2 separate regions of the Sus scrofa genome follow, and region 2 is linked to region 1. The links are chromatin contacts, called in public Hi-C maps. All regions are on one chromosome and are shown on one strand. Each heading gives the region's core, a stretch centred on a gene start, on an enhancer-like site or on the middle of the called end of the contact. The rest is flanking DNA. Distances are from core to core; before and after follow the strand shown.

Region 1 (3,393 bases), core at 76-2,575:
GGGTTGCGGTGGCTCTGGCGTGGGCCGGCAGCAAAAGCTCCGATTCGACCCCTCGCCTGGGAACCTCCATATGCTGCAGGTGTGGCGGTAAAAAGACAAAAGACTAAAATACAATAAAATAAAATAAATAAAAAACAGACTGCTTAACGAGTACAGGCCTTTCTTTTTGGGGTGATGAACATGTTTGGAACTAGTTGGAGGTGGTGGTTGACAACACTACAGATGTACTAAATGATATAAAATACTATTATATATATAAATTTCTTTCTTTTTTTTTTTGTCTTTTGTTGTTGTTGCTATTTCTTGGGCCTCTCCCGCGGCATATGGAGGTTCCCAGGCTAGGGGTCCAATCGGAGCTGTAGCCACCGGCCTACGCCAGAGCCACAGCAACGCGGGATCCGAGCCTCGTCTGCAACCTACACCACAGCTCACGGCAACGCCGGATCGTTAACCCACTGAGCAAGGGCAGGGACCGAACCCGCAACCTCGTGGTTCCTCGTCGGATTCGTTAACCACTGCGCCACGACGGGAACTCCCTATATATATAAATTTCTTATTGCATGTTACATGCTGCGATATATTACATATTACATCATGTAGTAAATTATATTACATACATATATAGTACAATTCTGTAATATTGTTAATTATATAAAACTGTATGTAGGTGAGTATGTAAAATTATGTAATGTAATATATACAATATATAACATAACATTACATATGTTACAGAATATAAAATGCGGAGCTCCTGTTGTGGCTCAGGGGTAAGACCAACTAGTATCCATAGGGCCGCATGTTCCATTCTGGGTGCCGCTCAGTGGGTTAAGATCCGGCGGCGTTGCTGTGAGCTGCGGTGCAGGTTGCAGATGCAGCCAGTTGGGATCCCTCCATGCTGTGGCGGTCGTCTTGGCCAGCGGCTACAGCTCTGATTCGACCCCCAGCTTGGGAACTTCCACGTGCTCCCGGTGCAGCCCTAAAAAAAAAAAAAAAAAAAAAAAAAGACTATACACACACACACACACACACAATATTAGAAATACTTTAAAATGGTTAATTCCATCTTACATGAAATTAATGAAAACAAAGGTGGACAAAAACTAAAGTAAAAGTACTCTGCCAGCCCCGACCTTGAGCACAGCCCTCGCTGCCCACGCACGGGTACTTTACCTAAGATAAGGTAAAGCGCCAAAAGCCCTGCGCCGCGGGCTGGCGGCTTCGAACCCAGGTGGAGCTGGAGCTGGGCGGGGCCGGGGCGGGGCCACAAGGCCCTCGGGTCCGCCCCCGCTGCCGTCAAGCGGCCCGAGCGAGTTTTGCGACAGAGAGAGTACAGCTCGGCGGCGTCGCAGACTCGCTTTCCGGCGGGTGCGCGGGGCTCGGCGGCCTCCGCGGTCCGCGCGAGCGCTCCCGCCCGCTCCCTGTCTCCCGGTTCCGGGGCGGCTAGTCTGTGGCGAGAGAGTGGGGCCGGGCCCGCTTCTGGCCTGACCCAGGAGGTGACCTTGGTTGAGTCGCCTGTAGCGCCGAGCCGTGGCGCCCGTCTGTGGCGCGGGCCTGTCAGGGACCCGGCTCCCGAGCGGTTGAGGACACAGACCTCGAGCGGCCCCACGGGCTGCCCCGTGGCAGGGGGAGCGCCGGGCCTCTGGCGGGGGTGCTGGGAAATTCGGCCGGGGGGAGATGCCCCTCCATGTGAAATGGCCGTTCCCTGCGGTGCCGCCGCTCACCTGGACCCTGGCCAGCAGCGTCGTCATGGGCCTGGTGGGCACCTACAGCTGCTTCTGGACCAGTGAGTGGACCCAAAGCTGAGGCGGCAGGGTCGGTCACAGGTCTCCACGCCCAACGAGAATTGGGGTTCGGGGTTGGGGGCACTGGCGGGTGTGAGCTTGGCTGGGGTGGAGCCCTGGGCGCCCGGGAAGGGAGGCCAAGACCCCCACTCCCTTTCTCCCCCCCGCCCCCAGAGTACATGAACCACCTCACGGTCCACAACAAGGAGGTGCTGTACGACCTCATCGAAAACCGAGGCCCAGCCACACCCCTCATCACGGTCTCCAATCACCAGTCCTGCATGGATGACCCTCATCTCTGGGGTACACGGACCAGTGTGCTGGGCACGGGGAGGCAAGGAGAGAACCTGGGACAGGGCCGAACAGAAGCAGAACCAACCCGCTTCTCAATGGGCTCACCTGTTTCTGCCATGTCCTGCCCCAGGGGTGAAAGGTTGACTTGTGGCCCCTTTAGCATCTTCCTAGGGAGTGTGATTTGGAGAGAGCCTCAGAAATTTGGAGGGAATGAGGAAGTGTGGAAGTGACTGCAGAACAAGGTTTGCCAGCGCCTTTGCTCTGATGAATCAAGCCTGTGGAACCTTCCATTCTCTAAACGGTTGAGGGTTCCAAAGAGCCTGGGGGACAAATCTGAGGACCCCAGGGTGTCCCGTCAAGGAAGCGGTGGGCTAGGAGCTGGAAAACCTGTGTCCTGGTTCCAGGTTTGCCCCGGCTGGGTTTGTAACCTTCAGCCAGGCTCATGTGGGAGCCCAGTTCCCCACCTAGAAGTTCCTGTTCTGCCGACCTCACGGGGAGTTGCTTAGCTCCAGTAACCTAGATGGCTGGGTACAGGGTGCCCAGGGCTCCCACTGCTGAACTCTGGAGGTTAGACTGGGAGGGAGAGCTCAGGGCGAGCCATGAGGTCAAATGGGAGCCTTTCAGAGCTCACCCTTAACTAGTGAGTAGAGAATGGCCTGTAGGGTGCCACACGCAGCTCACAGGAGACCAGGAAGGAGACTTTAAGAGCCAGCCAGTAGCCCGGACCAGGGTGGTGGCAGTGGCAGTGGAGAAAGAAGTAGAAGAATAGGCAGCATCAAAATATACTGCGGAGGTAGGCAGACCAGATATGGTAACGAATAAGATCCAGGGAGTGGGAGAGAGGGAGGAGCCAGGGAGAACTTGGGGGTCCAGCCCAAGGTTCTGAAAGATGCCACTTTGGACCATGGGGAAGTGGTTGGACCACTGTCCTTGTCTCTCATCCCCTGAATCAGGGTGTGACAGAAGAGAGGCACTCCCAGGTACAAGGCAAGTTGCGGCATGAAGCCTTTCCTCTCCTTCTCTAGGGATCCTGAAACTCCGCCACATCTGGAACCTGAAGTTGATGCGTTGGTGAGGAGGCATGGGCCCCTCACGGTGGGCCCGGCAGGCCTCCCCCGTCTCTGCCCAGATTTGCCCTCCTCCTGCTCTGCCCAGGAGGCGGCATCCAGCAGTCCAGGCAGGGCCTGGGGTGGGGCCCCACAGGGCCTCCTGTGCCTCCATTCTGCGTTGTCGATGATGACGGCAGGCATCATGCTGGGGGGGAGGGCAGGGAAGCAGTGGGGGCTGGGGGTGGGGGGCGGGCAGGGGTGACCATGTT
Region 2 (3,608 bases), core at 885-3,384, 42 kb after region 1:
TACAGCTATGGTACATGTTCAATCCCAGGCCCAGGAACTTCTGTATGCTTTGGGCTCAGCCAAGGAAGGAAGGAAGGAAGAAAGACAGAAAGAAAAAAGCTGTAAAGTTATGGGAGTTCCCGTTGTGGCTCCGGGGGTGAAGAATCTGACTAGCATCCATGAAGATGTGGGTTCAATCCCTGGCTTCACTCGGAGGGTCGAGACTCCGACGTTGTCGCAAACTGTGGCGTAGGTCACAGATGCGGTGTGGATCCTGAGTTGCTGCAGTTGTGGTGTAGGCTGTGGCTGCAACTCACATTTTACCCCTAGCCCATGTACTTCCATATGCCGCGTGTGCGGCCCTAAAAAGAAAAAAAAATAGCCAAGGAACTTGAAGTAGACATTTCCGATTTCTTTCTATGATAAAAAAGATATGCAAATGGCCAATAAACTCAGAAAAAGATGCTCAACATCATTAGTCAGCAAGGAAATTCAAATGAGACACCATTTCAAACCCACAAGGATGGCTAGAAACAAAAAAATATTAACAATGCTTGGCAAGGACGTAGAGAAACTGGCAGCCTCATACGCTCCTCATACACTGCTGATGAGAATGGAAAACGGTGCAGCTACTTTGCAAAATAGTTGGGCCATTTTTCTTAAAATATTAAAAATGAGGCATTCCCGCCGTCGTGGCGCAGTGGTTAACGAATCCGACTAGGAACCATGAGGTGGCGGGTTCGGTCCCTGCCCTTGCTCAGTGGGTGAACGATCCGGCGTTGCCTTCAGCTGTGGTGTGGGTCGCAGACGCGGCTCGGATTCCCGCATGGCTGTGGCTCTGGCGTAGGCCGGCGCCTACAGCTCCAATTCGACCCCTGGCCTGGGAACCTCCATATGCCGCAGGAGCGGCCCAAGAAATGGCAAAAAGACAAATAAATTTTTAAAAACATTAAAAACAGAGTTATCGTTTGTCCCAGCAGTTTCACTCCTAAGTGGAAGGGAAACGATAACGCGTTCGCACAAAAACATAGAGAGGAATGTCTGTAGCAGCGTTGTTCACCCGAGCCGAAAGATGGAAACGACAGCAGTGCCTGCCAATTGATGAACGCATCAATAACAGTGGAATATCCAAGTAATGGAATATTCTTTGGCCCTAAAAAGAAACAAAGTCCTGATACAGGTCACAATATCAAAACATCATGCTCAGCGGAAGACCCCAGACGCCAAAGACCCAAGCGGATTGTGTGAATCCACTGCTGTGAGACGGCCAGAAGAGGGAAAGCCATCGGCCGCAAGTGGAGGAGTGGGCACCGGGGCCTGGGGTGGGGGCAGTGCGGCCGGCTGGAGGTGGGCTGTGCCAGGGCGGGTGAGAGGTGGACCAGCGAGGACTGATAGTGGGTACTCGGGGCTTTTCTTTGGGGGTGATGAAGACGTTTGCGGGTCTAATAATGTGGCTGGTTGCCCAACTTTGTGAATACACCAGACACTGGCCCAACGTGACACTGTAAATGAGCCACTGGCAGGATAGATGGATGCCATCTCAAGGAAGCCGTCTAAACCGAAAAGGCCAAGGAAACCAAGGCGATGAGAGAAACCGAGGGCCGCGCGTGGGGCAGGGCCCCGTGCGAATGGCCGACAGCTCCGAGGCCTCGCGCCGAGCCCGGGGTCACCGACCGTCGCAGGCAGAGGGGCCTCGGGGCCGCGAGGCCGTGGCAGGTGTGCGCCTGAAGGAAGGGCGGGGACGAGGAGCGCGGCGCGCGCGCGGCAGGTGGCCCCAGGCGCGCCCCCGAGCGCCGGGGCGGGGTCTGCGCGCGCCCGCGGCCCGAGGGGGTGTGGCGCGGGCGCGCGCGGGCGCGCGGTTCCCGGGGCTGCCCGAGCCGCCGGCCGCGACGAGGGGGAGAGACGCGCGCCGCGGCCGCGGCCCCGGCGCGAGGGGCGTCGGCTCGCGGGCGGGGACCCAGCGGCTCTCGGGGCCTGGCCTGCGCCCTGGGCCTCTCCCTGGCTCCGCGGAGAGCGGCCCTCGCGCGTGAGCCCCGCCGCTCGGTCCTCCCCGGGCGCCCCCGCCCGGCGCGGTGGTACGGTCCGGGTTTAAAAGGCCCCGGCGGCGGCGGCGGGCCGGCCCAGTGTGTGGGCGGCGGCGGCAGCGGCGCTGGCGCGCGGGCTGCGGGGTGCGGCGGCGGCGGCGGCGGCGGCGGGGCGCGCGAACGGGGCCGGTGTGGGGCTGGAGGGCGGCCCCCCGGAGCCAGCGGCGGCGAAGGGACAGGTAGGTGGCCGCCATCCCCTGCCTCCCGTGGGGGTCCCGCCTGCTCGGCGGCCCGGGGCTCCCGCAGCCCGGGGGTTCGGCTCAGCCCCGAAGGGGTCAGGGCCCGCCCGGGCCCCCTGCCTTCTCCGGGGCCAGCCCTGTGGGGGACCGACCCTTTGTGGCGGAGGAGCGGCCGCTGCAAGGGCTGATGCCGCGCCGCCCTCCATGGGGGTCCCTGTGGGTCCGCCGAGGGGGGCGTCCCTGGTGGGGGCAGGGCGAGCCGGGCCAGGAGCACAGCGCGGGGCACTGGGGAGTGGGCGCTGGAGCCGGGTCTCTGCGAGGGTCTGTCCCCTCCTAGGGCTCTGCTGGCCGGGCTGTAGCAGAGAGGTGGGGGAGCCGGTGATGCCCCAGGCTCTCACTTACAGGCTAAGGTTTGGGGTGGGCGCTTGGGCTGCCAGTCCTGCCTCTCCAGGTCTCCCAGGCCACCTGCCCAGGCCCATTCTTCCGCTTGTATTCCTGTGCCGCCGAGTGGAGGAGGTGAGGAGGGGATGAGGCCTCCTTCTCTTTCTTTCTTCTCCGGCTGTTGCATGGAGGGTCCAGGATTCGGACCTGACAAAAGAGCCCCAGAGAGATGATCAGTCTGAGCTGAAACTCGGCAGTTCCAGGCTGTGTCTGCTCCTTGTTCCAGCAAATGCATTTCCCCGCTTTCTTCTGTGCCTCCTTGGTTTGGGTCTCTGCACCCCCCCCACCCCGCCCCGGCCGGGTACCTTGTGTCTCCCTGGGGGCTTGGGCACTGAGAGCGGAGCCCTGAGCCCTGCCCTGTCCGCTGCCACGACACTGCTCTACTGGCTTGGTTGCCTGGAGCTGGTCGAGGGCTGGGTGTGGCCTAGGGGTGAAGACCCAGCCAAGCGCAGTACTGCTTCTGTGCGCCCCCAGCCCATCTCCCCAAGGTCTCAGCTGTATTGCGACCGTGGCCTCCTTTCCGTAGGGCTCCTCGGGCCCCCCTGCGTCTCCCTTTCCCCAGCGAACCTCTGGGTTTGGAGGAAGAGCTGCGCGGGGCTGCCTGGGCATCTGTCTGGCTGCGCCTGAGCAGAGCCTGACTTATGTCTGTCTCTGTGCGTGGCTGTGGGGGCAGGCGCGACTCGGCTTTGTGTTGCAGCCGGTATAGGCTACACAGCAGGCTCCTGGACAGCTAGCAGAGGGAGGCCTTGGGCAGGGAGGCAGCTGCGGCCAGGAACCTGGATGTGGCGTCCTGCGACTGGTCTCAGGCTTCGAAGCCTTGGGCCTCTGTCCCGGGTAGTGTCCTGACACCCGCTGCCAATTTGCGATTGTTTTCTCCCTGCCTGTCCCTGTCCCCCAGCTGGGGTGTGGGGCGTGTCTGTGGCCT

The links. A called contact is a pair of places that touch in the nucleus more often than the background predicts.
Region 2: a Hi-C map of embryonic fibroblasts shows a contact between it and region 1, with 1.8 times the contacts expected there. The contact joins the promoter of PLXNA3 here to the promoter of TAZ in region 1. A contact is called at or near these places in 2 of 47 Hi-C or Micro-C datasets (blood and embryonic fibroblasts) and 1 of 2 datasets of contacts at active chromatin or transcription factors (alveolar macrophages).

What each region holds. Positions count from the first base shown.
Region 1 is chrX:124,938,711-124,942,103 of Sscrofa11.1, forward strand. It overlaps TAZ (tafazzin), which reads left to right and starts at 1,326. Exons shown (of 10, transcript XM_021080761.1): 1 at 1,326-1,783; 2 at 1,956-2,084; 3 at 3,101-3,146. The coding sequence starts at 1,675.
Region 2 is chrX:124,980,173-124,983,780 of Sscrofa11.1, forward strand. PLXNA3 (plexin-A3) reads left to right here and starts at 2,135. Exons shown (of 34, transcript XM_021080740.1): 1 at 2,135-2,242.